Regions from separate parts of the Mus musculus genome. Here regions 2, 3, 4, 5 and 6 are each linked to region 1. The links are chromatin contacts, called in public Hi-C and HiChIP or PLAC-seq maps. All regions are on one chromosome and are shown on one strand. Each heading gives the region's core, a stretch centred on a gene start, on an enhancer-like site or on the middle of the called end of the contact. The rest is flanking DNA. Distances are from core to core; before and after follow the strand shown. Region 1 holds the start of Smu1 (smu-1 suppressor of mec-8 and unc-52 homolog (C. elegans)). Region 2 overlaps Ube2r2 (ubiquitin-conjugating enzyme E2R 2). Region 3 has its middle 15 kb from the start of Gm25637. Region 4 holds the start of Nol6 (nucleolar protein family 6 (RNA-associated)). Region 5 has its middle 11 kb from the start of 4930509K18Rik. Region 6 overlaps Nfx1 (nuclear transcription factor, X-box binding 1).

Region 1 (5,065 bases), core at 649-3,148:
TTTACCCCATAACCTTGTACATGCTGTGCAAGTTCTACCACTGAGCTACATCGTCATTCCTCCTCCCACCTTTTAGTTTTAGATAGGCATTCACTAAGTTGCCCTTGAATTCCTTGTAGCCTGAGAAGGCTTTGAATTTGTGATCTTCTAACCTTATTTCCTGAGTACCTGGCATTAGGGGCCTGCACTATCTAGCCTGCCTGTTGGAACCATTTCTCATAGGGATTTCTGCAGTATGTTCTCAGCAGTACTTGACTCAGGGACCTCCCAATATTTTGTAATCTTCCCTTCAATATTCTTCCAAGTGATGGAAGGGGAGAATCAGCTCATCCCAGGACAGCCATGGAGACACAGAAACACAATCTCAGAAAACAAACAAACAAACAAAGGAAAGAAACAAAGGAAGAAAGATAGGAAGGAAGGAAGGAAGGAAGGAAGGGAGAGAGAGAGAGAGAGAGAGAGAGAGAGAGAGAGAGAGAGAGAGAGAGAGAAAGAAAGAGAGAGAGAGAGAGAAAAGAAGAAAGAAATAAATTCCTATGCTGTGCTCTGAATGAGACTATCTCAGAAGTCATTATACTTATTATTGAGATAGGGTTTCTCTGGCTGTCCTGAAACTCACTTTGTAGACCAGGCTGGCCTTGAACTCACAGAGCTTCCAGCCTCTGCCTCCACCGTGCTGGAATTAAAGGGGTGTGCCACCACTGCTTGGCTGAGACTGTGTTCTTTAGAGTTGATGGGAAATAGGTGATTTGAAACGTGAAAGAGCTGGGCATGGTGATACACCTCTTTAATCCAAGCACCTTAGAAGATCCCATTCATTGTAACAGTAGCATATGTCATTTTCTCTACTTAGTTTCAAACGACTCTTTTTAAAAATTTCCCTCCTTTAGTCCCAGCACTCAGGAATAGAGGCAGGCAGCAAGGCCAGCCTGGCTTACAGAACAAGTTCCAGGACAGTCAGGGCTACAAAGAGAAATCCTGTGTCAAAAACCAAACACAATACAACAAAACAAACAAACAAAAATCAAGTAAAAATGAAAACATAAACAGCATATGAGCGGCTATATTGAAAGGCTCTGGTTTTGATACCTAGCACTGGGGGGAAAAAAGGAGACTGTAAAGAAATTGTGTGGAAGGTAGACAAGAGCCATTAGAAATCCCTAAACTATCTCAATATGTAATTTCACAAGATAGACATGCCACTGTGTTGTGTGTGTGTATATATATGTATATGTATATGTATGAATATGTATATATATATAAGTGTATACATATATATGTACTTTGTCAATAGAATTTTAAAATAGCTCTTATTGGAGATAAGCACTGTGATGCCATCTGTAATTCTAGCCCTTGGAAAGTAGGGGCATCTTCAACTATATAATTAGTTTGAAGCCAGCTATAAGCTGCATGTCCATCCCACCTTTTCCCTAGCCTTTATTTATAAAATTCATCAATATTTATGTATGGTTTTTTATTAGTGGGGATTGAACCAGGGCGTCTGACTTGCTAGGTAAACACTCTGATCACTGAGCTATGTCCTCAGCTCTGTCATGCCATACCAGTAAGGTATGATTTAAACTCTATATTGAAAGGAGTCTCAGATCTGTTATAACTTCGCATTTGGTTACATTTCTTTCTCCGTAACCGCAGCTTTTTCCAACTTAATTCTTAGCTGGATCTGAGCGCGATAGCGCACACTTTTAATCCTAGCATTAGGGAGGCAGAGGAGGGCGGGACAGCCAAGGCTGTAGAAAGACTCCACCTGTGTGTACGTTCGCGAAACCGATGGGCATTCGTAGTCCTGCCACGCTTTCGCGAGGCCCCGCCCCTCACGCCCCGCCCACCTGGGCGTGTTCTTCCTTCGCCCTTTAGACCCTAACGGAGCGGAAGTGTCGCAGCGCGGCCGCCGGAAGTGTCGCGCGGCGTTGTGCGACCGGCTGTGTGCTGAGTGGGGCCTGGACCCGGAGCGTTACCGCTATGTCGATCGAAATCGAGTCTTCCGAGTGAGTCCTGCCGTGGCGTGTTCGCGGCGTGGCGTGTTCGCGGCGTGGCGTGGGGTGGAGTGGAGGGTGGTCGGAGGACGTTGGAGGGGGAGCTGCGCGCCGGAGGTTGCGGCCTCGAAGCACTTTCCGGGTTGGCTCCCTCTTTAGATGGGCCCGCGAGAGAGCAGCCGTGGGGCGGGCCGTCTGGAGCCCCTGGGCCCCGGCGTCGGGCTGTGCTGGGGCACACCGAGTAGACCTGACTACTGTGGTTTCCTCTGCTAGCCACACCGCCCTCGGCGCTGCCCGGGTGTCCGCCAGTCCCTCAGCTCTTCCTTCTGGTCCAAGCACTAGTTACCCCAAAGACTCTGCTGCTTCTCCTATCTGATTAGATCCAGTGTGGTGTATTGATTTGGTTTGCAATTTGCAGAGAGAGAGAACCTCTTTGTGGACACAGAATTTGAATATTGATTGAGTCAGAAGAATGAGACTTAGTGAAGGCGGGGACGGCGACGAGGAGCCAGGTGGGCGGGGAGTGAGTGACTGAAGAGTCTTGCTTGGACTCCCCAGGACTCCACCCACCGCCTTTTATTTTTTGAAAAGTAAAATTAAATTATGAAATTAGCAAACAGCTGTGTTCTGAGTGGAGGGGAGAGATACGCATGTTCTGAAGATCTGCAGAAAAGCAAGGTTTATTAATTAAGTCGGCGGAGTCTGAAACCTGCTATGTATTTTTAAGACTGAAGCTGGATGTGAAGTATGCACGTCTATGATCGCAGTATTAAATGGGCAAGTAGGAAGGCCTGGAGTCCAGCCTGAGCCTCTTCATAGCGATATATATATATATATATATATATATATATATATATATATATATATTTTTTTTTTTTTTTTTTTCCGAGACAGGGTTTCTCTGTATAGCTCTGGCTGTCCTGGAACTCACTTTGTAGACCAGGCTGGCCTCGAACTCAGAAATCTGCCTGCCTCTGCCTCCCAAGTGCTGGGATTAAAGGCGTGCACCACCACGCCCGGTGAGATACATATTTTTAACTCAGTTATATGTAAGTCGTTTTTTTCCTGGGTTTTGCTTCTGAGACAAGGTTTTCTGTGAAGCCGTAGCTGTCCTGGAACTCACTCTGTAGACCAGGTGAGTCTCAGACTCAGATTCACCTGCCTCTGCCTCCGGAGTGCTGGAATTAAAGACGTGTGCCAACCCCCAGCTTTATAAATCGTCTTTAAATGAATATATGCTTTGATTGCGGGAGGCAGACAGTAGACAAAAACAGTAAATAAAATATGACGCAGTAACAGATGGTCCCTGTGTAGAAAAATAAAACAGCGACAAAACGTGTTGGATAATGTTAGTCGGGACAGGAACTGCAAAGGATATTTTACCCTGAGGTCTAATAATAGCCTTAACGACCAATCTTTGAGTCTTGAATACCCTTCTATATGAGGAATAACTGCATGTTCATATTATTATTGTTATTATTATTGTTGTTGTTATTGTTTTAAGACAGGGTCCTGGCTGTCCTGGAACTCACTCTGTAGACCAGGCTGGCCTCAAACTCAGAGAGATTCACCTTCCTTTCTTTCTCTGCCTCCAGAATGCTAGAACTCAATTTTTTAACAGACCAGATTTTTTTATAGCATTTTAGATGACTCAATTTGTTAATTTTGTTTTTTTGAGGCAGGGTTTCTCTGTGTCGTCCTTGCTGTCTTGGAACTCACTCTGTAGACCAGACTGGCCTCAGAGATCCACCTGCCTCTGCTTTCTGAATGCTGAGATTAAGGAAGTGTGCCACTACTGCCTGGCCAGTTGATTTAAAAAGGAAAATGTCATTAACTATTTCAGGTTTAAAGTATTTCACACAAATGTCCAGTAGATCTAGTGATCAGAATAATAATGGCTACCAACTTCCTTTCAATCTCCAGACTAAATGACTTTCTTTCTTTCTTTCAGTGTGATCCGACTAATCATGCAGTACTTGAAGGAGAACAGTTTACATCGGGCACTGGCCACCTTACAGGAGGAAACTACTGTCTCTCTGAATACTGTGGACAGCATTGAAAGTTTCGTGGCTGATATTAATAGTGGCCATTGGGATACTGTTTTACAGGCTATACAGTCTCTGAAATTGCCAGACAAAACCCTTATTGATCTCTATGAACAGGTAAGAGTGAGGTGATGTTGACGGTTTTGGTCGGGCCCTTAATTGGGAAGCATCAGTGAGTCTCTCTTAAGCACTTAGGGATTAACTGCATGTAAGATGTACCTGTCAAGACACAGCAGGGTCTTTCTTTCTTTCTTCCCTTTTGGAAGATTCAAGATTTTTCCCAAACTGAAATTATTTCTTGGTATGGTTTTGAAGATCAGACCCAGGGAAACTGAGATTACTTTTAGGTAGTCATTAAATGAAATAGTTTAAAGCTGAGCATGGCCTTGAGGCCAGGTGGTATACATAATGCTTTCCAGGCCAGCCAGGAGTAGACTTTGTATGAAAGGAAGGAAGGAAGGAAGGAAGGAAGGAGGGAGGGAGGGAGGGAGGGAGGGAGGGAGGGAGGGAAGGAAGGAGGGAGGGAGAGAGAAAGAAAGACAGAGAGAGAGAGAAAAGAGAGAGAGAAAAAAATATTCTAATATTAAATCATATCATGTGATTCAGTTCAGGCACTGACCACCAGGAATTAACACACACCACTAAGTCTGACATAGATTTCTCTTACTTTACGTACTGGCTCTACTATGTTGGGGTATACAGGGGCAGGGCATATTTATTTAGTCCATTTGCATTTTTTCTCCTCTCTCTCTCTCTGTTTTTTTGTTTGTGTTTGTTTGTTTCTAAGGGTTTTATAAGCTCTGACCCTAGCACAGACATCGACTTAATTATTATAAAATAACATAAAATAACACACAGATGATGATTCAAACTTTTAACCTCAGCACTTAGAAGGCGGCCTAGTCTACATAGTAAGTTCCAGGTAGTCCAGAGCTGCATTGTAGTGAGACCCTATCTCAAAACAATCAAAACCAAGAAAAAATAACAATAAAAAGAAAGAATTTGAATGATGATCATGGGGGTGGG
Region 2 (4,664 bases), core at 1,391-3,890, 410 kb before region 1:
ACACACACACACACTCACTTGCATTGTGCACAACACTGTAATTTTTTCCAAAGAACTAAGCATATGTCTATGTACCACATGCACACAGAACCCAGAAGACCCAGAAGACGCAATCAGATCTCCTGGGAATGGAGTCACAGATGGTTGTAAGATGCCATGCAGACGCTAGGAATCATACTCAGGTCCTCTGAAAGACAAGTCAATGCTCTTTTTTTTTTTTTTAGATTTATTTATTGTATGTATTTGAGTACTGCCTTCAGACACACCAGAAGAGGGTATCAGATTCCACTACAGATGGTTGTGAGCCACCATGTGGTTGCTGGAAATTGAACTCAGGACCCCTGGAAGAGCAGCCAGTGCTCTTAACCCCTGAGCCATTATTTTATTTACTGATTGTCTTAGTCTTTAATTCCCTGATTTGCTATGGAGTCATGGCTGGTCTTGAACTCTTGATCCTCTCACTCCCACATCAGAATTCTCAAGCCATAGACAGATCACAAGTGTTTGCAACTATCACCAACTTGGAAGACAGCATTTTTAAAACTGAAATATTTAGCTGCACAGGCATGTGTCTTCAGGCTTGTAATCTGTCTGAAGTTTTAACATTTGGTACATGTGAAACCCTGGGGTAGAGTCCCAGTGAGAGTGTGTGTGTGTGTGTGTGTGTGTGTGTATGTGTGTGTGTGTCTCCCCCCCACCTCTCCTTCTTCTCTCGCCCTCCCTCCTTCATTTTTTTTTTTTTAATTTTGTTTTGGTTTTTTTCAAGACAGGGTTTCTCTGTATAGCCCTGGCTGTCCTGGAACTCACTTTGTAGACCAGGCTGGCCTCGAACTCAGAAATCCACCTGGCTCTGCCTCCTGAGTGCTGGGATTAAAGGCTCGCGCCACCACGCCCGGCCCTCCTTCATTTGCTAATTTGAAGAAACATAGGAAATACTTTGGACATGATTTTGGAGACTGACCCTACAGCCACATACATGTCGGGCAAGTACTCTACCACTAAACTGTATTCTCAGACACCACGTAAAATTTAAAAACTTTTTTATCTTATTTAATGTGTATAAACATTTTTGTCTCGAATGGGTATGTATGTACACCAAATGCAAGCCTGATGCCCAGTGTGAAGCCAAAAGAGGACATCAGATCCTCTGGAACTAGAGCTACATATAACCAGTTATAAGCTTCCATGTTGTGCTGGGGAATTGAACCCAGGTCCTTGGCAAGAGCCAAGGACTCTTAACCACTATGCTATCTCTCTCCAGGCCCCCAGCCTGCCAACTCTTGAATACAAAGTAAAAATCACTGAGTGAAGAGTTAACACATCTACCCATCTTCACTCCAGTCCTCACAAAGTCAAGGCCTGGAAACAAAATCTGTCTTCGAAAGCAAGAGGTAGAGAAGGCCTTTTGCGTCCTCAGTATTCTCCTGGACCAACCCTCCAGGATTTTGACAAAGAACCTGGCATCAACAAACCTCACATAAAAATGCTGCCAAAGCCTAGAAGTCTTAGCCAGCTACATCTGCCCCATTACCATTTTTATAATAAGGTAGACCATGGCCACCAGGTGGCAGCAAACTCTCTCCAAGATCAGATCAGATTTAGATGGGAAGGATTTCCTGAAATTCCAAGACAAAAATATCTCACATTTTGTATAAATTGTTTAACTCCACTTATCCCAGTCTGGTGGAACATAGATACCACCCATCATATAACCATCATTCTAGAATATGATGTTCTGGACTTAATACTTGTATACTGTTATATATAAAATAAAATAAAACAAAATTATGCCAGCTTAATATGCGTGCAATAGACTCACATAGGTGCATTCTTGTAATCAGAGCTGTCAGAAGCTGAGTCGGGAACTCTGAGTTCAAAGCTATCCTTATTGCAGGGAGGATCTTATCTGGGGGCCCGCAAAGGGGGCTCTGGCTGTGAAACAATGATAGACTAAGCACTTGCTGCAAAATCCTGGGTGCAGTTTCTAGCACTGTAAAACAAACAAAAATGTAGGGGGTGGTTCTGATGCTAAGGTCCTGTTCCCCAATTGGTTCTCCATAGATCAGTAAAGATGCCAGGAGCCAGTTGCTGGGCAGAAAGAAAGAGACGGGACTTCCAGGAACCACAGGCAAGCTAAGACACTCAGGAGGAGGAAGAGAGCTTTTGCAATGTTTCAGAGGGAGAAAAGGCCACAGCCATGTGAGATCTAGGGTGGAGTGAAAAGTTGAGAACAGATTTAGGATGCTGAGCTAAGAAAATTGGGAAGGGCAAGCTAGCTGTGGGAGATCAGAAGCACCTAGCAATTGAGCCAATAATGCAGGCTGAAAATAAGTTTGTGAGTGTGTGTGTGTGTGTGTGTGTGTGTGTGTGTGTGTGTGTGTTTTATCCACAGATCCAAGGGAACCTTGGTGGGGCTGGTAGAGTAGTCAGTCCACTCAGAGCTTAAAGCCGAGTAGTAAAAGATACATGGAACAGATGGCACACAATGAGGAAGGCAAGAATCCACTATTAGTCTAGGATGGTATACCCACACTCAAATGATGTAAGTCTAGGAAGAGGGAAGAACTGGTTTCTCAACAGAGCAGAGCCCAGTTATGGCTCCAGCTAGGAAAACTGGAACAAAGGAATACAGCCACAGCCAGAGAGAGCTGAAGGGGAGAGGCTGGGAACTCCTGCTGTGCAGTCAGGCTGTGACCAGGAAGAAGGCAGTGAGAGACAAACAAAAAGAGCAGCCTGCTTCTTACAAGCAGGTAATCAAAGGATAGACTTTTAACATTTGATTTACTTGTCTTAAAAGATAGAAGGGAATACAGATTTTGCCCAAGCCACGTGGGAATTTCTTCCTGCGGTTCAGAACTGATACAAAGAGCTTAAGATTTGAGGCAGAAAGCCAGATAGTAGATGCAGCAAATATTAAGCTCCACAGAACAGCGGAGGTAGAGAGAATGAGTGAATAAATGCTTTAAAGATGTGTAAAAGTCTTGCCAAGACAACTTCTAGGGATCTTTGAATGTGGCTGACACAAGATTTCTATTGATTGCTTTTGCCAGGTATGATATAAATAGAGCCTGGAAATAGGTGCATACAGTAAGCAGAAGGAAATTTAAAGTTAATTACAGAGAAATGTATGCCTCAATTGTTTTTCATTGAGGCATATTGATCTTAAAAAATTAGATCATCTGGGCGTGGTGGCGCACGCCTTTAATCCCAGCACTTGGGAGGCAGAGGCAGGAGAATTTCTGAGTTTGAGGCCAGCTTGGTCTACAGAGTGAGTTCCAGGACAGCCAGGGCTACACAGAGAAACCCTGTCTCGGAAAAAAAAAAAAATTATATCAAAGGCAGAGAATAGGTTGCTTAGCCTATCTTAAGACAGTAGAAATTTAGGCCTTGAGAATTATATAGAGAGAGCCTGGAAATAGGCCCATACAGTAAGTGGACAGGAATATTAAATAATTTAGGCCTTGATCTCATGAAGACACGAGACAGCAAAAACACTGACTCGTTTAATATTTGTTTAGATTGCTTTTATCTACTTTGAACTGTTTTATTTATCAAAATGAGTATGGTTTTGAGTTTAGTAGTTATACTAAAATCCCTCTGGGAGAGAGGTCAAGCTAAACAGTTAAAGATTTCCAGTTACTGGACCAAGGACTTGTTAGTCTGGAAGAAAGTCTCTGCTTTTGTGTTGACAGGAAAGGAGAAGAGGCTTCGGACTCCAGAGTGATATGGATCAGATATGACGGGGAGACCCCCTCAAGAACTAGAAAAATTCAAGAGAAACAAACAGGACAGGTAAAGGGTCATCGTGCTACCCTTCACAGGGCATGAATGAACACTTATAATTGGTTATTGATAAAATTAACTCATAAAAAAGACAGCTGTCTACCACCTGCTCAATCAAAGAACAAAACTTCATCCTTAACTGATGTGTGCACCCTGCACATTGCATGAGAAAACCTTAATGGTCCTAAAGTTTTGGTTGTGAGGTTCCAATATTACAGAATGCCCAGCTTTGCTGAGGTTTGTCCTAAGGTACTGAGCTGACCTGCCTGCCCCTGCTCCTGGTTGCTACACAAAACAGCTCTGGGACTTGCTGCTGATTCTAGGCCATCTCACCTCATCCAACCTTTCACACAGACCCAGTCAGAACTCCAGTCAAGCTCCGACCGAGCCTTCCAAACATGCAGAGACTGGATAACAGATGCGAAAGGTAACTTTAAGTCTATCCAGTTTTTCTAATTTCCCTCCCCTCCCCACCCCTCTAGAGAATTTTTTTTTTTTAAACAGTGACATCTGAAAATCTTTTTTTTTTTAAAGATTTATTCATTTATTATATGTAAGTACACTGTAGCTGTTTTCAGACACTCCAGAAGAAGGAGTCAGATCTCGTTATGGATGGTTGTGAGCCACCATGTGGTTGCTGGGATTTGAACTCATGACCTTCGGAAGAGCAGTCGGGTGCTTTTACCCACTGAGCCATCTCACCAGCCCATAGAGAATTTCTTTTCACCCCTATTCAGCAGGAAGAAGCTATGGAGAGTCGCCAACCCAATTCCCTGGGCTTGGGTGTCTGTTTATTTTACAAATTATAGACAGTCTGTCATTTTAAGAGATAATTTGGAAATGGTCATAATTTTGGGAGGAAATAGATGGGATGGATTACT
Region 3 (5,176 bases), core at 1,994-4,493, 310 kb before region 1:
TTTGCAGAGCGATTGACTTTAAACCCTAAGCTACACTGGACATTTTAGCATTATGGTCAACTAGGCACAGTTTTATATACTCTTTATGCTAGTGAAATTTCACAGTGAACTTAAGTAAACAAAGTATTATGGATATATATTTAAACCACAGAACCAGTTGCTAAAAGCATTCACTAGCACACTATGAGAGAGTGGGCTCTGGAAAAGAAGGTCAAGGGGGATGGAATAGGGTTGTTTAAGGTAACATGGGAAGAGATGGGGCTGGTAAGATGAGACTTGTGAGCAGGGATAAGGAGACAGACACTGTCCTGTAGGCCATGCAGAACTGTAGGGGATCACAGAGTGGTAGTGAACTTATATGTGTTTAAAAGGTTTTGCTGACAGCTGTATGAAGATTGGATTTCTGGGGGTAGACTATAAGGAACTAATTTAGTTCCAGGGGAGAGAGAGAGAGAGAGAGAGAGAGAGAGAGAGAGAGAGAGAGAGAGAGAGAGAGAGAGAGGAACTCTGTAAGAGTAGTTATGATGGCCAGTGTGGTGGTTAGTTCTGACAACTACAATCTCCTGAAAAGAATATTAATTGAGGAATTGTCTAGATCAGGTGGGCCCCTGAAGACTTCTCTTGAGTACCTGAACTGGTGTGGGAAGACACCGTCCATTAAGGGTTGCACAATTCCCTAGGCCTGGCGTCTTATACTGTATACGAGAAGAAAGCTTAGCTAAGTAAGAGCAAGCAAGCAGAGATGTGTTTACTCCTCTGTGTTCTTATCTGTGGCTATGATGTGATCAGCCACCTGTAGCTACTGATGCTGTAACTTCTCTGTGGTGATGGGCTAGAGTGTAGGATTGTGAACTTAGATAAACCATTTCTCTCAAAAGTTACTTGCTGTTGGGATAGTTTATCCTGAAGGTGTTTCCTACAGGGCATTTGGGCTAAGCAAACGCTGGCTGATAGCCCTTGAAGCATAGAGAAGTTAGCTACTCCACCCCAGTGTGTGTGTTTGTGAGTGTACGTGTACACCGGGGACTAAATCTAGTACCTTGTACTTGCTAAGTTTGCGCTATGCGCTATACCACTGAGCTACACCTCTGACCTATCATATATATGTTTTAAAAGAACAGAGGTTCTTTGTTCACATGTATGAAATTAAATAGTTTTTTATAGGAGATTTGCCTTTAGTCTAGGAGGCCTGGCTAGATGTGGAGGCAGAGTGGAGGCAGAGGGTTGTTCCAGGGAGCTTGGAGCTTCCTATGTTGATGGCTCAGCAGATCCCAAAACCTGGCAGATGACTCATCCCTTATCCTATTATGACTGTTCAGGAAGTGGCAGAGGTCTACAGAATGTAGCACCCCTGCCCATCTCTATAGCTAGATATGTCGTGTTGCGACTTGGATCTGTATGTAAACAGGATATCACCATGCATGCAGCTGGGACGGCCTATCTGGGTAATTGAGGCAGAGGCACTGTAAAGGAGCAAATAGTATGTGGGCAGAAATGTGGGGTGTAGCTTCAAATCCTGGTGAGCCACTAGGTAAGGAGGCCTTGGTGGTGGCAAGGTGCCAATGACAGCTCCTTTCTCAAAGAGCCTGGCTGGCACAGCTGGCAAAGCCAGACACCCTAAGTCTATGATGATGATGGCTGGCAACTTTCCTATTTATTCTTTAAGCCCCCCTCCCCTGCAGGTCATGGCAGCTCTCACACCCTGTCCATGAGAGGGCATACACAGGCTATAGGCCACAATCTCGGACCTACAGGAGCAAGAACGGAAGGTGGTGGTGGATTCAGATGTCAGAGCTCCGTCTCACCTTTCTGCACACTGTCTGCTCTGTGGGAATACACAGAGAGCCTCAGGTTGCCCATGGAACTTGCTTGGAGAGTGGTTTCTGCACAGGCCTGTGTTGCGTGCATACACCAGAAGTGGACATGCTGGCCCCTGCCCCAATGCCTGTGGCCTGGTTCTGCCTTCCTGGTTTGCTCTGTGATTTGAGAGACGCCTGAAGTGGGGCAAAGAGTCTGGGCCAGGAGCCAGGAAGTATGGACTACCCCAGGCTGTCACACAGTGACTGTCAGAGGTTTCTTTAACTTGTCCACTCTAAAAAGCAGAGGGGTAGGGCTGGAGAGATGGCTCAGCAGGTAAGAGCACTGACTGCTCTTCCAGAGGTCCTGAGTTCAAATCCCAGCCACCACATGGTGGCTCACAAACCACCCATAATGAGATTTGACGCCCTCTTCTGGGGTATCTGAAGTCAGCTACAGTGCCCTTATTTATAATAACAAATAAATCTTTGGGCCAGAGCAAACAGGGTCTGAGCAAGCAGGGTTGACCGAAGTGAGCAGGGTCAACTTGAGCCATCAGAGGTCCTAAATTCAACTCCTGGCAACTACATGAAGGCTCACAGCCATCTGTACAGCTACAGTGTACTCATGTACATAAAATAAATAAATCAATCTTTCAAAACAAAAACAAGAACAAAAACAAAAACCAGAGGGGTAGTAGTCCCTTTAGGGTTGCCATGCAACCCTTGTGAACTGTCATGGCTGTCATGGGTATATGGGAAATTGGGAAGACTGTGTCTTCCACAGTGGTGACTGGCGTTCCTTGAGTAATGTAATAGAAGGATTAAGGGCGGCAAGGGAGAGAGGATTTGTACTCTGTTGAACTGTGCGTTTAGCCTTTTGGAGCCTCGAAACATTAGCGTTCTGGGGCTGAGCTTCAAAAACAAATTAGCTATGTAACAGGTTAGGACCTGCCAGTAGTGAGGCTGGGAAAGTCTCTCCACCCATCCCTGCCCCTAGGCTGTGTCCCAGAGGTGGGGAATGGGGTGGTGGTGTTGAACAATTGCTCTCCCCCAGCTGAGAAGCCCGGACTAGGTTCTGTCCCTCCCTCGGTTTCCCACCCCCACACTCGCTTGTTGCCTTTTAGCTTCACACTTTCAGTTCAGAGATTTCCTCCTCACTCCGTATGTAGGCTTAGCCACAGCAAACAGAGATGGCGCTGAAGTCAACACAGCAAGAAGTGAAGCAGGTACAGGTGACAAGCGGCGGGTAAGAAAACTTGGAAGCCACAGGAAAGTGTGTGGGCTGCCCTGATTGGAGCCAAGTATCTCCTTTAGAGGAGGACCCCGGGGCTAAAGCCAGGCGGACAAGATTCTCAAAGCGAGGCGGAGTTTTCTAGTTAGGTGGGGGTTCCCAGCTGGCTGGTGCCTGCAGGGATCTCCAGCCCAAGAAATCTGCATAGACCACCAGTAGGGGGCGCCAGTACAAGCCTCATGTAGAAGGGGGCAGAGTCTGAGGGTTAAGAGTTGCCCCCAACACTTACCCCCACCCCAGTTGTCACACGTGGTGGGGAGGGGGTTCAGGCTGGCTGCTGCAGGAAAGAAAGACTTGAGGCTTGTTATGCCCAGGCTAACTGGGCCAGGTTGCCCCGAGGTGCTAACAGCCTGGAAGTAGAGACAGGACCATCTTCTCCTAGGATCTTGGAGGCGTGAATTCATGCAGATGCCTAAGAGACTCTCCCCATTCTACTTGCAGACAGGCTGCTCTCCAGCATAAACGATTTCTCTTCCACCGAGGGCAGAGAGGACTCGGGTCTTTCAGCATCCAGTTATCGTGCACTTGCTGGGTTCCCTCTGAAGGAAGGATCCTGGAATCCCTGTTCCCAAAGAGCTCAGGAGGTCCAGTGTCCTTAAAAGGCAGCCTGATCAGGCCTTGTCACACCTGGATCCCCCACAACAGTCCAGTGATTTTGAGCCAGCTGCCAGCTGATTACACTGGAGATTGGAGAGTGCCTGAGGCTGCCGGACCTCTTGACTATGCCAGGGGTTCAAGCTGAGAGGCCAGGCTGCAAAGGGAAGGGCTGGTCGGCCAGCCCCACATGCTGGCAATCTATCTCACTGCCTGGGAAATGAGCATATAACATCCTACTGCTGGACTCAGGGTCAGGGACTGGCAGCAGACTCTTGCTCAATAGTCTCTCACCTAGCACTGAAAACTACCAGGCACCTACCACACTCCATAGCAACTCAATCTACTCTGCCAGCATTGGTGCCGATACCCACATAAGTCTTGCACTAAAACTCACCAGTACAAATGAAAGGGCTGAGCTGCAGTTAAGCTCACAGGATCCCGTCTACAAAGCCTGAGCCACAAAGGACTCACCACACAGACACAGGAGTACCCCTGAATAAGGATGCCTCCAACAAGCTAGCACAGGCTCCGGCCAGGAGGCTCCTATGCTGCTCCCCTGCTCTCGCTCTTAGTCCATCGAGAGAGAGAGAGGGGGGGGGGGAGAGAGAAAGAGAGAGAGAGAGGATGGATCTAGGCGTAGGACTCATCAGGCATCTTACATGCTGTGTAAGTAAGCGCTCTATCTCTGAGATGCATGCTCAGGCTTTTCTCCCATCCTTTCATGAGGGTGAAAGTCCCTCAACCTGACTCCTCTGCTATTCCACTTACTCTGACAGAAAAAATCTCTACTCTTGTTAGATCCTTTATTTCCCGGGGGGGGGGGGGGCGTTTTAGCCAGGTGTGGTAGGTAGCATTCATTTATAAACTCAACACTTCGGAAGTGAGTCAGGTCCAAGGTTATCCTTAGCTGCACAGTAAGCTTGGGCTACATGAGTCCTTCTCTCAGAAAAACAAAAAGCTTTATTCTGGAAGACTTTTTAAATTGATTTAGGTAAAATTCAAAGGAAGGCTGAGGATATAGCTCAGTTGGTAGAGTGGAGGCAGGAAGGTCACCCCTTGGCTACATAGCAAATTCGAGGCTAGCCTGGGCTAAATGATATCTATCATAAATAGATAGATAGATAGATAGATAGATAGATAGATGATAGATAGATAGATAAAGTCAAGGAAATTATCAGATGGTGTAAGATAAGAAGATGGGGGAACTTGACATGGAAGGACCAGGCTGACATCCTGAATCCACTATCCACTCACACTGAATGTGAAGCAGACGGACTTGTGAGGCTTGCAAAAGTATCATTTAGTCAGCAAAGTGGAGATACTAGATGTTACTCTCTAGTCCTGCTCTCTCCCACAGAGGAGCTACCTCCCCTTCAGAGCCTCTGTACAGCAAATGGAGACAGTGCAGAGATCCATGGGCGGACTGTGTGGCACACAGCCCCAGCAGATACATCTATAGCACTGCTCCTGCATCTGTGGCTCAGGGAAC
Region 4 (4,672 bases), core at 1,054-3,553, 370 kb before region 1:
ACTGTAGCTGTCTTCAGACACTCCAGAAGAGGGCATCAGATTTCGTTATGGATGGTTGTGACCCACCACGTGATTGCTGGGATTTGAACTCAGGACCTTCAGAAGAGCAGTCGGTGCTCTTAACCACTGAGCCGTTTCGCCAGCCCCGACTTTATTTTATTTTATTTTATTTTATTTTATTTTTCAAGATTTATTTAACAGAGGCCTGGAAAGATGGATTAATGGTTAAGAGAACTTACCACTTTTGCAGAGTGCCTGGGTTCGGTTGCCAGGACTCACATGGGTTCACAACTGCCTGTAACTCCACTTCCAGGAGTCCAATACCCTCTTCCAAAGTTTCCTGAACACACATGGTGCATAGAAACTCTCCCAAGCACAAACATATACATACTCTAAAATAAATGTTAAAGATTTACTTTCAAAGCCATGGTGTGTATGTGTGTGTGTGTGTGTGTGTTTAATTTTATGTGTATGAGTGTTTGGCTTCATGCGCGTGTGTTGGGAGGTATACCTTTAGTTCTAGCATTCAAGCGGATAAGCCAAGTGGATCTTTCAATTTGTATCCAGCTGGTCAACAGAATGAGTTCCAGGACATCCAGGACTATATAAAGACATTCTTTTTCAAAAAACAGTAACAACAATAATAATAATCACACACACACACGATTTACTTTCAAGAATGGAAAGATGGCTCATCAGCTAGGAGTTCTAGCTGCTCTTCCAGAGAACCTGGTTCATTTCCCAGCACCTACAGTTTGACTCACAACTATCTGTACCTCTAGTTTGAGAACATCCACTGAGCTCATCTGGCCTCCACCTGCACTGTACATACACGGTACAGAGATATACTTGGAGGAATATGTATGTGCCCCACACATAAAATAATATTACTTGCATGGTCTATGTCTATAATCCAGCAGTCAGGAGTCAGATGCAGATGAATCTCTGTGAGATCCAGGCCAGTCCGGGATGCATAGTGAGACTTTAAAACAAAATTATTGCATATAGGTGTGTGTACCACAGGAGTGCCTGGTGCCAAAGGATTTTCTAGGACTGGCATTACAGGCAGTAGTTGAGAGTTTCAAAGCTGCGTGGGTGCTGGGAAACCAAACCTAGGTCCTCTGCATGATCTACAAATGCTTTTAAGCTCTTGGCCATGTCTCCAGGGTGGAATTTTTTTGTTGTTATTTTGCAAAAACTCTTTTCCCCCATAATTATATTTCATGTTGGGTGTGTGAAAGCACACAGGTATCACTTGAATGCACTGTGGAGGTCAGAGGACAACTCGCAGAAATCACTTCTCTCCTTCTACTCGTGTGGGTCCCAGGTCATGGGCTAGATATGAAAGTCTTTTTTTTAAAGATTTATTTATTTATTATATGTAAGTACATTGTAGCTGTCAATTATGGATGAGCCACCATGTGGTTGCTGGGATTTGAACTCAGGACCTTTAGAGGAGCAGTCAGTGCTCTTAACCGCTGAGCCATCTCACCAGCCCAGTATGAGAAGTCTTAAAAGGTAGATGCTAAAGTGTCATTTGAGAGTGTCCCTCATAGTTCAGGTTCAGCATCGTGAATATTACTGGGATGAGCGTCCATGCCCAGTTCCAAGTAGTTTTCTAAAATAATATGTAAATAAAAGTAAATTGGCAAAGTACTTAGAACTTCGCTATTACGATGGTTCTGTGTTTAAAGTTTTGGAGTTTGAATAGGTTATCTTATATTTTAAGAAGGAAAAGCTGGAGAGAAGCTATGCTATTATGCTAGACACTTGAACTTTCTGTTTGTGGAAACAGAAAAAAAAACAAATTCAAGATACATTTTGGAGGTAGAAATCACATAACTTGCTCATAGACACGGTTAGATGCTGTGAACCACTAGCGAAAACAGACAGACGGACAGAGACAGACAGAGAGACACACACGGACACACAAAACCCCACCACACCGGAAGCCACAGTAAGCTGAGACAGACAGACAGACAGACAGACAGACAGACAGACACACACACACACACACACACACACACACACACACACACACACACACACACACACACACACACACACACACACACACACACACACACACACAAAACCCCATCACACCGGAAGCCACAGTAAGCTCCTCCCTTCCCGAAAGGGAAGTGAGGAAAAGAACGCGACGAGCTGCAGTCCCAAACGCTTCCGGTTTAGTGCGGCGTCGAGGCTGTAAATCGGCGGACCTTGTTTGGTTCCTCCCACAATGGGCGGGTTCCTTTGAACCACTGACCAATAGTGAGCGAGACGGCATGCACTAGCCCAATGGAACTGCAGTGGGTGGGGCCTGGGGCAAGGGTTTGAGCCCTGGAGTTGGCGTTTCGGCCCACGTGGGAAGCTACGGGGTAGATCCGGCTTGGATGCCAAGTGCTGGAGAGAGACCTGCTGTGAAGATGGGACCGGCCCCCGCCGGAGAGCAGCACCGACGAGCAACTGAGGACCCAGAGGTTGGTTGCTCAAAATGTGCTTTATTTTGACGACAGAGCCTGAGATAGTCAGGCCTGATACCTAGCCTGCAGGGCGGCCTACTATGATAGAAAAAAGATTACTCCAGGGCGGCCTAGGTTACTGGGAAAATGATTTTTAGGGAATCTAGCCTTGGAGAGATCTGGATAGAGCAGGAGAAGAGGTGATATTTGGGAAGGCCTAAGCCTGTCTCAGCAAAAGATTTGTGGTGTCCGGAAACAGGAGGGCATTGGAGCACTACCTCAGGCAGTGACTGGCAAACTCAGTCAGGTCTAAGCAGGACTGCATCCTCACGCTGTCAGATTTCTCTCAGTGATGGCTATCCCGAGTTTTATAAAAATCTTAACGCCCACTGAAAGGGAACAACTAGAGTAGATGAACCCTTTACCCACAAACTTGAGTCAGCTGATACAGATACCCCCCCCCCCCCCCCCCCCCGATTTCATGTTGGCATGTTGGTTTCTGTCTCTCTGGTCATAGGTGATGGAACTTGCCTTCGAAGGCATGGACAAAGAGAAGGCACCCTCAAGAAAGCGTGCAAGAACAGAGCCACCTGCAGAAGGCCTCCTGCAGCCAGTGAACCTCAGTCGGGAGGAGCTGTACAAGGAGCCTACAAATGAGGAGCTAAATCGCCTCCGTGAGACCGAGATCTTGTTCCACTCCACCTTGCTTCGTTTACAAGTACGTGGGTGGCCAGGGCATAGGTTAGAGGGGTTTCCGTGGGGTCCCGAGGCTCACAGATTCCTCCCTTCCCCCTGCTAAAGGTGGAGGAGTTACTAAAGGAAGTCAGACTGTCAGAGAAGAAGAAAGAGAGGATTGATAATTTCCTGAAGGAGGTTACCAAGCGGATCCAGAAAGTGCCTCCAGTCCCTGAGGCTGAGGTAAGGCAGATGGCCTTGGGACAGTGAGTCATGAGACCCTCTTTGCTGTTCCACGAAACTTGGTTACTAAGGAGATCATTCTCATTGCAAGAAGACTCAACCAGGACACAGGTCATGCATTTGTCTCTCAAATGTAGCTCCATCTTGTACAAGTTTTGTAGGTGTTTTGTTTGTTTGAACAGGGTCTTACATGCCCCTGGCTGGCTGGCCTTGAACTCCTGATTGTCCTGCATAGTTCCCAAGGACGGAGATTGAGGGCCTGAGCCACTTTTGTTTGGTTTTGTTTTTTGTTTCATTTTTAAGATTCATTGATTGATTTTATGTATGTGAGAATCCTGTTGCTATCTTCAGACATACCAGAAGGCAGCATTGTTACAGATGGTTGCAAGGCACCATATGGTTCCTAGGAATTGAACTCGGGACCTGTGGAAGTGCTCTTAACCACTGAGCCATCTCTCCAGCCCACTTTTTTCTTTTTAACATAGGATCTTAACTTTGTAACCCGTACTGTAACTCAAACTGGTGGTGGTCCTCCTGCTTCAGTCCCCTGAGTGCTAGGATTATAGTTGTGAACCTTTACTTCCAACCAAAAATGGTTATTTTATTTTGTGTATTTATTTTTTATTGAGACAGGGTCTCATACAGTCCAGGCTGGCCTTGAACTTGCTTGCTATATAGTCAAGGGAGATCTTGAATTTCTGATCTTCCTGCCTTCCCAAATGCTGGAGTTGCAGGTGTGAGCCACCATTCCTAGCCTGAAAATGGGTAACAATAGAAATAAGTCATGGCGGCTTAGCTGTCAATCAAGTTGTCTTCACAGAGGGAGAAGGCGTTTGTGGAAGATTGTGAGTTATAGTTTCTAACATACTGGCATGCTATCTACTACGTATTAGATTCTATCACCTTTGTGAGGAAGGTGATAGAATCCATATGTTTCCTGCGTCTGTCCCCACAGCTCACTGACCAGTCATGGCTCCCAGCTGGGGTCCGAGTGCCCCTCCACCAAGTGCCCTATGCCGTGAAGGGCTCCTTCCGCTTCCGGCCTCCATCCCAGATCACTGTTGTGGGTAGCTACCTTCTGGATACTTGTATGCGACCAGATATCAATGTGGACGTGGCAGTGACCATGCCCAGGGTAAGGCCCATGGTTTGGGGGCTATTAGAGGATCAGCAAAGGGTCCCTTTGGGACTTTGTGCCCTTTGTCTGAATATTGGGTGTGTTCTTCCTGGGACTTAAGCCTAGCTTTGACCTAGTCCCCAGTTCCATGAACACTTATGTGTCTGACCTT
Region 5 (4,783 bases), core at 2,127-4,626, 460 kb after region 1:
GCTTGGCACACCGGAATGTATTATCCAAGAAAACTAGAGGCAAATCGCAGCTCTTTGGACCACAGAGGGAATCTCTGACAGCCTTTCGGGGGCACCTTGTTTGTGAGACTTGATGATTTTGCCAAGATTCTCTCAACTACATAACTAATGATACTTATTGTTGGATGTGTGTCTCTTACAAGCTGGCCCTCTGTGAGCCCGAATTCCTCTCTTAACATGGCTCTGCTCTGCACACTCAGGCCATCTTGCCACATCTTACCGCACTTAGATCCCCGTTACTGTGTTGAAACAGGCTATATGTCTGTCCCAGGCTCATGATTGATTCATTTTGCCTCCAAGTTCTTATCTTTCTAGGCTGACCTCTGACTGTTGCTATCAATGATACAGTGCACGGACTGCTTGTAGAAACATCGACTTTCTAGTGAGCAAACCATCTAGTGTCTCCGTGTTGGCTTGTGCACAGCACTAACATACTGTGCATCCCTGTCCTCGCTGAGTGGTTCATGATTCCCAGAATAATGCCTGGTAGTTCAGGCTGTTTCCCCATGAGCACCCAAGACATCCCACTCACCGGATAGTAAGGACAGTTGACTAGGCTGGGCTTACTTAGGGCTCAAATGATATATACAAACTATGCTCTTAGCGCCTCCCCACTGACACTTAGATCAGAAGTTCTCCACTACAGGTTGTGACCCCTTTAGGCGACAACCAATCCTTTCATAGGATATCAGGTATCCTGCATATCAGATATTTACGTTATGGTTCATAACAGTAGCAAAATTACAATTATGATGTAGCAACAAGGCAATGGAGGACAACTGCTAACTGGCGTGTTCAGCCTACTTTCTTACACAAGTCAGCACCTCCCACAGTTAGCTGAGCCCTCCCACATCAATCAAACAAACAGAAAGAGTTCCCAGATGGAGTTAGTTGCCTACAAGGAATCTAATAAAGGGATTTCCTCAACCGAGATTCCTCTTTTCACATAACTCTAGCTTGCATCAAGTTAACAAAACAGTAACATACCGGCCAGGACCCCACCTCTCTAGCTTGGTGAAGCAGTGAGTTTAGTTGGATTGCTTACAGGAACCTGTCTGACTGGGGCAGTTACATCACCAGGAAGCTCAACCTCGGCATAGGGTCTGCTCGAGAAGGTTGCATTACTCCGGGTCATGCCCAATTTGCAGGCAGCTCCTCCAATGATGCTCCTCTGCTTCAGCAACAGCTTCTGCCCCTGGGACCCCCAGCCTCCTGATTTGTAACTTCCTCCTGAGGTCCTTTAACTTTCATGTGAGTTCCACAGGTCTCCGTCCTTAGGTCCAGGAGGGGATGTTTCCATCAGGAGGAACTAGCCACACAATAGGAACTAGCCACACGATAGGAACTAGCCACACAATAGGAACTAGCCACACAATAGGCATCATTACCACCTCTTACATGTTTACACCAGGGCTATTGACAACGCTTTCTTGACACAACAATAATAATATAATATTTATGATATTGTTAATAATATTTGGATTAATTTGTTTCAACGGAAGCAAAACAACAATCTGTATACTTCCAGAATTTCCGGAACAATAGTAGACTCTTAGATCTGGATGAGACTTGAAGGTCAGTCATTCATTCCTCATTGAACAATTCATGAACAATGAATTGAACGAATAACATCCATTGTTGTTTTATATTTGACTCTACCAGTATTTTTAGCTCACAGATTTGTGTCTTTAGGTTTTGAATATTTTATCAATAATTCCATCATCTATCACTTTGCTTTATGGCTATTGATTGGTTTCTTAGGTACAGGTGCCATTTTCTTCCTCTTTCACATGCCTGGCACAGGCTTGGTACTGATGTCTTGGAATTTCTCTGGTTACAGAAGTTTCCCCTCCTATTCACTCAGGTCATTTTTCAGTTGATAACTTGAGCTCCATGTAACCTTTCCTGTCTGAGAGGGACTCAAGCTGTCATCATCTCCTCAAACCTCAGTCACAGTCTCTTAAACTCGATGACTCGGTTTTGCTTGGCTCAGAAGTCTAGAAACTCCCTCCAGTGCCAAATCAAGGTAGCTGGGGCCCCATTTCCTGTCTCTCATTTCTATCCTGTATCATGAACCCACGTTGCCTAGTATCTGGTGTCTTTAAGCCATTGTTCCATGTATTTTGCTCTGTTTCTAGTTCTTTAAAAAGGAAAGCTAAATCTAGTCCTTCCTCATGGCCGGTGGTGGGATAACTTACCCATCAGCGGAGCCAACCCTAATTTCTTGACTCTGAACCCCTTACTCTAACTCCTGACGCAGGCAAGAACACAAGAAGATTATGCAACTGTTTTTTGGACTTAAGTGTCCCTGGATAGGAAACACGTGGCTCCCATGGTTTTGTAAAAAACAAGAATAGAAGGTGTTCTCTGTAAACTATCCAAGGTCATTTACACGGCTTTGGTACTAACCAGAATGCAGTGTTCCGATTTCTCAGTTAACAGTTGTTGAAATTTTGGAACTGCTAAGTGACGTTGAATGTAGAGTTCCATTTAAGTATATGAAGGATCCTGGGGGGGGGGGGGGGTGGATGGTAGGCGTAGGTGCTCTTGTGTGAACCTCCATCATTGCCCGGAGCAAACCAACGTTACTGTCAATTTCCCTGTGGGATAGTGGGAGCAGAAACGGCAGGAGCTGCATCCCTGGTCTCCCTGGAGCAAGCCAAGGATTGGAGTAAGAACATAAGATGGGCCCATTCTCCAGTTTGTCAATTTTCTGCCTGCGTTACCAGATGAAAGCCCTCGTACATCTGCAGGCAAATGCTTTGTGTATGTGCTGTCCGGAGAACGAGTGCGGACTAGGCTTAGCTAGCCAGCAGAGGATGCGGTCTCTGACATCTGAGTGTTAGGATTGCCTTCAGGCACTACGGTTGCTGGGCTTTGTCTTTGGGTTCTAAAGACACAAACTCTGGCAAATGAGTCATCACTGAGCCATCTCCCCAGTTCAAATCCCCCTGTTCCTGATATGAGCCAACACCTGGGACCCAGGACACCTATATGAATGGCTGCATAGACGGAGGGACGACTCGTCCCTGTTCTGTCTCATCAGCAGCTGTGGGTTTTCCTTATGATAGCAAATGAGGCAACACTTATTAAATTCTGGGTTTGATGCTTTTATAATAATTACATTTTAGTTACAGGGAGAATTAATTGGGCGATTTGGACTTATTTGGAGTTGACAGAATCCATATAACTTAGCAGATTACCTTAGGAATTTCAAAATATGTTATCTCAAAATAGAGCTTAGAAAAAAACGGAGTAGAATCTGTGTTGGCTTTAAAATCCACTTTGAGCAAGGGAAATTTCCAGCTTGGGCTGCCTTCTGAGTCCCTGCTGCTGACTCTGCACTTTGGGCGACAGGCTGTCATTTCGGGACAGGTTTTTTTTTTCATTTTAAATGGTTTGTTTAATGATTTCTTCTTTTAAGAAAACTTTAGGCTGAATTATTTTACTAAAACATTTTCCATGTCATGCTAAAATATTACATTTACCACATCAATGGTGTTTTAGGAAAACCAGCTACAATTGGTAACGAAGCGCCCTAAATTCTCAAAAAGGCAGGAAGTGGGGTTGCCTTTCGTCAGAAAGCTTTACCGCTCCCTGGAATTTGGGACGCTTTTAAACAGCGCCACCTAGTGGAGTTCTCTAACTATAACCGCACCGCAGCGCCCTATCCGTGATTCTTTGAATACCAAGTTTAGCTGGGTGTGACAGCACGTGTAATCCCAGGCCTCCCGAGGCTGAGGCAGGAGGAGAGACTGCACAGCCAGACTCTGTGTTTCAAAACAAATAAATAAAAGGATTGGGGGTTTTGGGGATGTAGCTTAGGGGAACAGCAAGTGTTTAGCCCGTCCAAGGTCTTGGTTTAGATTCCTCGGGGGATGGTAGCAAATTAATTGTTCCAGATGTCATTCAGCCTACTGATAAATGCATCCCAGTTTCAATTCCTGCACTGATTAATTTGAACGCAGATATATACTCAACCAGCTTCTCAAAAGTTCAGTTATTTACTGATTTCATGTCCCATGGATAACTGTTTTTTTTTTCCCGCTGACGTCTTTCACACTGCCCCTCGCCCCCCCCCGCCCCCCCGCCGTGAAGTCTTCCCGGAGAATTAAGACATTATGTATAAGGTAAGGTTCAGTTTTCACAGAATGGGAAGTGACGCAAGGTACATATGCTTGTTAGAGAGGCAACTGAGCTCACACAACACCACACATTATTAGCATCACAGGGAGTGTCAAAATGTGTATACGGGGTCAGGGGACGGGGGCGGGGATGGGGTGGGGTGGGGGAACAGCCAGTGGATGTAGAGAATTTCTTCTCCAAATTCATTTTATATTCCCACTGGGAAAAAGCTAAATTCCATTTGCCAGATTCTCCTGCAGCTTATGCAGGGATCTGGGGTTGAATTTGGATAACGTGGAACCTGGCTTCTAAAATATCCTCCATATTTTCCTCACCTTCCCCAAATCCCTGTCTGATAACTGTCATTATCCAGTCAGACAGACCTTAGGAGCTTTAACTGTCCACACACAGCCTACTACCCTCCTATTCTAGCCCTATGACCTTCAAGGGACTGTGATGTGGACACAGAACCCACTTTCTTGCCATAAGCTAGAGGTTTGGCGTTTACTTGTTAACTGCACTGATGAATGAATATGGAAGAGAGGAAAATGGAAGCTAAAGGAGAGGCGTATCTGAGAGAACAGACCTTTCCTTCAGAAAGATGCCTGGGTTTTCTGAC
Region 6 (4,755 bases), core at 1,494-3,993, 270 kb before region 1:
AAGTTGGGTCTTCTGGAAGGACAATGGGTGCTCTTGAGTTAGATCTTACACATTACTCTACCCAAAGCTTTCCATTGGCCAGTAAAGCCTGAGCTGACCCCATTAAATCCCAGTATCTTTTGGACAGCTGCTCTTCCCTGTTACTGGCTCCCCCATGGCCTTTGGATCTTGCTGTTTCTCCACAGTTTATGGTAATGGCTCCGCAGCAGAGCCCTTTGCTGTGGCTTTCCCCCTCTGCCTGGAATAGTTTTCCTTTGGGTAGTTGCATGGTTTGCTTTCTCCCTGTGTCTATTTAACAACAAACAGAGAAAAGGATCAGCAAAGAAATGAAAACGTGGGCTGGCGAGATGGCTCAGTGGGTAAGAGCACCCGACTGCTCTTCCGAAGGTCCAGAGTTCAAATCCCAGCAACCACATGGTGGCTCACAACCATCCGTAACGAGATCTGACTCCCTCTTCTGGAGTGTCTGAAGACAGCTACAGTGTACTTACATATAATCAATAAATAAATCTTTAAAAAAAAAAAAAAGAAATGAAAACGTGACAAGAATATGGTTTGTAACTGCTACTAAAATGTTTGAACTTCCAGGCCCTGGTGGGGCACACCTTTGATCCCAGCATTCAGGAGGCAGAGGCAGGCAGATTTCTGAGTTCAAGGCCAGCCTGGTCTACAGAGTGAGTTCCAGGACAGCCTGGGCTACATACACAGAGAAACTGTCTCGAAAATAATGAAACAAAACAAAAAGGTTGAACTACAGTACTTTCAGGAGGATGGGTGAGTACACCCCACGCTCCGGCTTAGGGTTCTATACTGCTCTCTAGTGGCCACTCTAGAAATAAAGTCCTGTCTTCTGAGAGGTTCAGCTTGTTGTTTCATTTTCTTGTCCACTTCACAGGACCTGTTGGACCATCCTGCCCTACAGAGTTTTCAAAAGAGCTCTGTCCTGTGGGTCTGTGGGGAGCACACACGGTACCTAGTGAGATCCCAGATTCTCAGCTGTTCATGTGGAACCTTGGGAAAGTAACTTGACATACTTTCTGCAGCTTTGAGGAGTGAGAGATGAACGTGGTGGTCAAGCTTGGTGCCCATGAGGTGGTTATCTTGGTGACTGCTACAAAAGGTTCCTGGGAAAGGGTGGAGAGATGGACTTTAGACTCCTTTACTCGAAACTCTGCTGTGTTGGCACAGCAGGAGATCAAAGTGGGGTCAGTGAAAGCTCCAGCCTTGCCAGGGCCACCTGACCACAGCTCCATTTCTCCCCACCCCCATGCCACCTGCTGAGACTGTGCAGGTCTGGGCTGGTGGCTTAGCTGCTCTGATGCCCTGTGGCATGCCGACTCTCCACTTCCCCTTATGATGGCTTGGCACAGCACACAGGTGAGAATCATTGGCTCACTGGGAGGTAGCAGAATCTGCCCAGCACATGGGTAGGAACCATCACTCCCGCCCTATGGATGCTGAACCCGATACCCACTGTAGGCAAAGTGTCTGGGTCAGAGGAACCTGGTCACCTTGGTGTTCAGTTGGGCTCTCGGCCCCCACATCTCCTAAGTCTATTCGCCAGAAGAACAAGCTACAGGCTTCCTGGACCATAGGAAAGGAATTCCAAGTGAGTTCTACTCATGGAAGCTAGGGCCCCAGCTCACTCTTTGAAGACGTACCTTCTTCCTGACCCTCACCAGCCCTGATCCCTGATTGGGGTCACACAGTGTTATCCCAATGACTGTTTCTTTCAAGCTTGTAAGCTGAGGGACCAGAGTGGCTTCCAGAATTCCTGTGGAACCCTGGGTTCTAAAATGCCATGAGCGATGGTACAGAAGATGTATGCAGAGGCCATGTGCTGTGTGAGAACTTTCTCTTGGGTGTGGGCGACTAAGGTTAGGTCAGTGAAGACCGAGGTGCTGGCCTGGTCTGGTCATGTCTCTTTTAGAAGAGGAGTTGAGTTTCCCTTTCAGTCAGGAATTCAGAAGTCTAGCCGTATGGGAAGGGATCCTCAATACGGTCAGGCAGGACCCAGAGCTGTCTCTCACAGACCTGCCAGCAGGGAGGCTTCTCTTCAGCTGTACACAAAGCATCTCTCTGTTCACTTGGACGGCCCTAAGGTTGAAAGGAGCCAGCCATGCTGGACAGTGAAATTACTAAGAACTCAGTCTCTGGAACTCTCCGACCCATAGACTAGTGAAGAAGACCCATGAGAAGCCTTCAATGGGGCCTGGGCTCCTCTTGGGGACAAGAGAGAAACAAGCTTCCTGGTGAGCCTTGGCTTATGATCCTACTTCCCTGACCCGAATTTCTGCCTTAGAGGCAGCCCCACCATCTCAGCTGAGCTACTTCTGTAGCCTCCTGGGCTTCTTGCCTCAAAGCAGCCTTCGCGTTCTCCCCCACACACTTCTGCCTGAGGTCAGGGGGACAAGTCTATGATGACATTCAGACCTTTCTCTTTTTAATTTTACGATGGCTTGGGAAGGCAGAACTTTTTAAAAAAATGTTACATTTTAAAATTTTAATAAAATTTAAATTAATACATTTTATTATTTTATTTTGCTGTATGAGAGTATCAGATGCCCTGCAACAGGAGTTACAGACAGTTGTGAGCTGTCATCTGTGTGTTGGAGATTGAACCCTGGGTCCCCTAGAAGAGCAGCCAGTGCTCTTATCTGCTGAGTCATCTCTGCTGATACAGCCTTGCTGCCTGCTTTTGCCTATGGCCTCATGACTCAGAAGCTAGTCGCCGTCTATCAGCCTCAGGCCTCAGCACTAGCTCTCCTTTGTCTCTCACCAGATGTCATTGTATCCACGACTAGTGTAGACAAAAGACACACTCTTCCCAGACCTGAGTGTTGTGCTCACAGACGCTGCATCTCTGATGCCCAGGTTGTGACTCCTGTAACCCTCACATCCCAGGCCAAGCAGGAAGGCCCCACTCTACCAATTGGCGGTGCTAGAATTCCCTGGGCTCTGATCCTCAGCTCAGAAGTCAGAGTTCCCTTTCTTGCATGCACAAATCACCCTCTCAGACCCTGGACGACAGCTGTTGACTTCCTGTTCTGTGTGAGGCCACAGACCCTGTACTGAACAGGCCCAAGAGACTGACTCTGCTCTTCCCATCACTTGTCTCCTGTCACCTGTCCCTGCTGCCATGTCCCCGTAATTTCCATGGAGACTGGTTTTTCCTTTAGCCTTCCGTGTCTCTCAGCTGGGTTTGGTGAGAGCCTGCAATGCCAGCACTTAGGCTGAGGAAGGACTGTCGAGGGTTTAAGATCTGAACGGCTTAAGCAACTTAGCGAGATCCTGTCTCAATAAACAAAATACAAGTAAAAATTAAGTGCCTTGTTTAATGATTTCAAGTTTTGGGAGGCTCAAAGTTTATTTTAAAGCAAAAAGAAGCCAGGTGGTAGTGGCGCATGCCTTTAATCCCAGCACTCAGGAGGCATAGGCTGGTGGATCTCTCTGAGTTTGAGGCTAGCCTGGTCTACAGGAGCGAGCTCCAGGGCAGCTAGGGCTACACAGAGAAACCCTATCTTGAAAAAACAAACCAAAACCAAAAGACAACAACAAAGATAAGTCCAGCCTATGGAGAAGAGGGGCCACACAGATGGGCACAGTGGAGACTGAAGAAGGCCTACAGTAGGATGCTTGGCGTAAACTCTGGACTGTCCACATACTTTGAATATTTGAACAGTGGTTCAGAGCTCAGATGCAGAGAGAGTCAGCATGGCTGCTGAAAGCCTAGGAAAAAAGCAACCCAGTACCGCTGTCTATGCGAGAGTCTCTACCAACCACAGAGGACTTAGGGCTACAGTGGACATGGTCATAGACCCACATTGTGAACATGGCGAGAGAGCTGGTCCCAAGTTCTTACCATTATGAGAGACAGTTAAACTGTCCCGGGGTAGGCTTGGTGACATGCTGAAAGAATGCCAGGGATTTGAGAAAACGGAACTCTATAAAGCAACCTAACCAGTCTAGAGACATCCGGGAGCTTTTGGATAAGATGGGTAGGTTTAAGACACACGATTGCAGACATAGTTTTACCAATGGTCAGGGCTTCACGTCTTTCCTCATGAGGAAGGTGAGGCCCACCAGAACAAATGGGACAACCAGACTATGGCTAGGTGCCACAAAGTCAGTTTGGGATAAAAATTCTGATTTATCCAAATAAAAGCTGATACTCCCCCAATCTCTTAGTAATCACAGTGATATGTGAGGAGCCTCTTCAAACACATGATTAAAAATCCAGTGGCCACACAGCCAGAGGTCTGTGGACAGGCCCAGACAGGGGGTTCTGACACACTCATGCTTTGGCTGTATCAGGACAAGACAGCACGTGTGCTGGGGTTCTGCCAGGCAGGAGGAACGAGCATGATTTATCTGCTGGCAAATGAGTCTCCTCCAATACACAGAATCATTCTTTTATATAAATCTATCTATCTTCTCAATCCTGGACATCAAAGTAGTCAATCACGGCCTCCTTCACTATCTTCTGTAAAGTACTGCTCCCGGGAGCCCTGCAAGGAAAGCAAAGACGATGAGCCTTTCTCTACAGGGAGATAAACCTGGGTCTTCAGGGAATTAAGGCTTCAAGTGTGTCTGATGCCCCGTCAATGTGTACTGGACACCATGCCGTAAGACAAGCCCCAGGAGGCCAGCGATGGCAGCTGAAGCCCAGCAGTTTACCCCAGCTCCTCTGCCGGCACAAGCTCAATGAGAAAGCAGCTAAGAATCCTTACTTGTCTGCCTGGTGTCGGTGATGAG

What was found. A called contact is a pair of places that touch in the nucleus more often than the background predicts. HiChIP or PLAC-seq counts read pairs in DNA pulled down with a chosen protein or histone mark.
Region 2: a contact with region 1 is called in an H3K4me3 HiChIP or PLAC-seq map of bone marrow-derived macrophages, with 2.6 times the contacts expected there. The contact joins the enhancer-like site here to the promoter of Smu1 in region 1. A contact is called at or near these places in 4 of 39 promoter capture datasets (cranial neural crest, frontonasal cranial neural crest, pre-B cells and 1 more), 1 of 484 Hi-C or Micro-C datasets (embryonic stem cells) and 1 of 115 datasets of contacts at active chromatin or transcription factors (bone marrow-derived macrophages).
Region 3: a contact with region 1 is called in an H3K4me3 HiChIP or PLAC-seq map of embryonic stem cells, with 3 times the contacts expected there. The contact joins the enhancer-like site here to the promoter of Smu1 in region 1. A contact is called at or near these places in 3 of 39 promoter capture datasets (the 3T3-L1 cell line, liver and pre-B cells), 2 of 115 datasets of contacts at active chromatin or transcription factors (embryonic stem cells and large pre-B cells) and 1 of 9 other capture datasets (pancreatic islet).
Region 4: a Hi-C map of CD8 T cells shows a contact between it and region 1, with 4 times the contacts expected there. The contact joins the promoter of Nol6 here to the promoter of Smu1 in region 1. A contact is called at or near these places in 8 of 39 promoter capture datasets (cranial neural crest, embryonic stem cells, frontonasal cranial neural crest and 5 more), 53 of 484 Hi-C or Micro-C datasets (B cells, CD4 T cells, CD8 T cells and 31 more), 17 of 115 datasets of contacts at active chromatin or transcription factors (the SCID.adh cell line, Th17 cells, bone marrow-derived dendritic cells and 10 more) and 3 of 9 other capture datasets (adipose tissue, liver and pancreatic islet).
Region 5: a Hi-C map of the P5424 cell line shows a contact between it and region 1, with 2.3 times the contacts expected there. The contact joins the enhancer-like site here to the promoter of Smu1 in region 1. A contact is called at or near these places in 1 of 39 promoter capture datasets (liver), 1 of 484 Hi-C or Micro-C datasets (the P5424 cell line) and 1 of 115 datasets of contacts at active chromatin or transcription factors (stem cell-derived neural progenitor cells).
Region 6: a FOXA1 HiChIP or PLAC-seq map of pancreatic cancer cells shows a contact between it and region 1. The contact joins the enhancer-like site here to the promoter of Smu1 in region 1. A contact is called at or near these places in 21 of 39 promoter capture datasets (the 3T3-L1 cell line, 3T3-L1-derived adipocytes, the C10 cell line and 12 more), 2 of 15 datasets of contacts at CTCF or cohesin (the NIH/3T3 cell line and large pre-B cells), 11 of 484 Hi-C or Micro-C datasets (the G1E-ER4 cell line, bone marrow-derived macrophages, embryonic stem cells and 3 more), 24 of 115 datasets of contacts at active chromatin or transcription factors (the 230-238 cell line, the HPC-7 cell line, the SCID.adh cell line and 12 more) and 3 of 9 other capture datasets (adipose tissue, embryonic stem cells and pancreatic islet).

Annotation. Positions count from the first base shown.
Region 1 is chr4:40,754,718-40,759,782 of GRCm38.p6, reverse strand. Smu1 (smu-1 suppressor of mec-8 and unc-52 homolog (C. elegans)) reads left to right here and starts at 1,898. Exons shown (of 12, transcript NM_021535.4): 1 at 1,898-2,006; 2 at 3,946-4,156. The coding sequence starts at 1,981.
Region 2 is chr4:41,163,152-41,167,815 of GRCm38.p6, reverse strand. All of the region lies in intron 1 of Ube2r2 (ubiquitin-conjugating enzyme E2R 2), which reads right to left. Among named protein-coding and RNA genes, the nearest start is that of Ube2r2, 29 kb to the right of the region's middle. Within about 2 kb of position 2,640, at least 50 of the 459 cell types and tissues checked have an H3K27ac peak or open chromatin away from gene starts, as enhancers often do. A contact at or near this core is called in bone marrow-derived macrophages and embryonic stem cells, where this site is marked.
Region 3 is chr4:41,062,183-41,067,358 of GRCm38.p6, reverse strand. No RefSeq gene overlaps it. Among named protein-coding and RNA genes, the nearest start is that of Gm25637, 15 kb to the right of the region's middle. Within about 2 kb of position 3,243, at least 35 of the 459 cell types and tissues checked have an H3K27ac peak or open chromatin away from gene starts, as enhancers often do. A contact at or near this core is called in embryonic stem cells and pancreatic islet, where this site is marked.
Region 4 is chr4:41,121,970-41,126,641 of GRCm38.p6, reverse strand. Nol6 (nucleolar protein family 6 (RNA-associated)) reads left to right here and starts at 2,303. Exons shown (of 26, transcript NM_139236.3): 1 at 2,303-2,483; 2 at 2,983-3,183; 3 at 3,267-3,383; 4 at 4,339-4,518. The coding sequence starts at 2,397.
Region 5 is chr4:40,300,179-40,304,961 of GRCm38.p6, reverse strand. No RefSeq gene overlaps it. Among named protein-coding and RNA genes, the nearest start is that of 4930509K18Rik, 11 kb to the left of the region's middle. Within about 2 kb of position 3,376, at least 26 of the 459 cell types and tissues checked have an H3K27ac peak or open chromatin away from gene starts, as enhancers often do. A contact at or near this core is called in the P5424 cell line, where this site is marked.
Region 6 is chr4:41,024,554-41,029,308 of GRCm38.p6, reverse strand. Nfx1 (nuclear transcription factor, X-box binding 1) reads right to left here. Exons shown (of 24, transcript NM_023739.3): 23 at 4,731-4,755; 24 at 3,317-4,508. The coding sequence ends at 4,436. Among named protein-coding and RNA genes, the nearest start is that of Aqp7, 21 kb to the left of the region's middle. Within about 2 kb of position 2,743, at least 79 of the 459 cell types and tissues checked have an H3K27ac peak or open chromatin away from gene starts, as enhancers often do. A contact at or near this core is called in the G1E-ER4 cell line, the HPC-7 cell line, the NIH/3T3 cell line and 8 more, where this site is marked.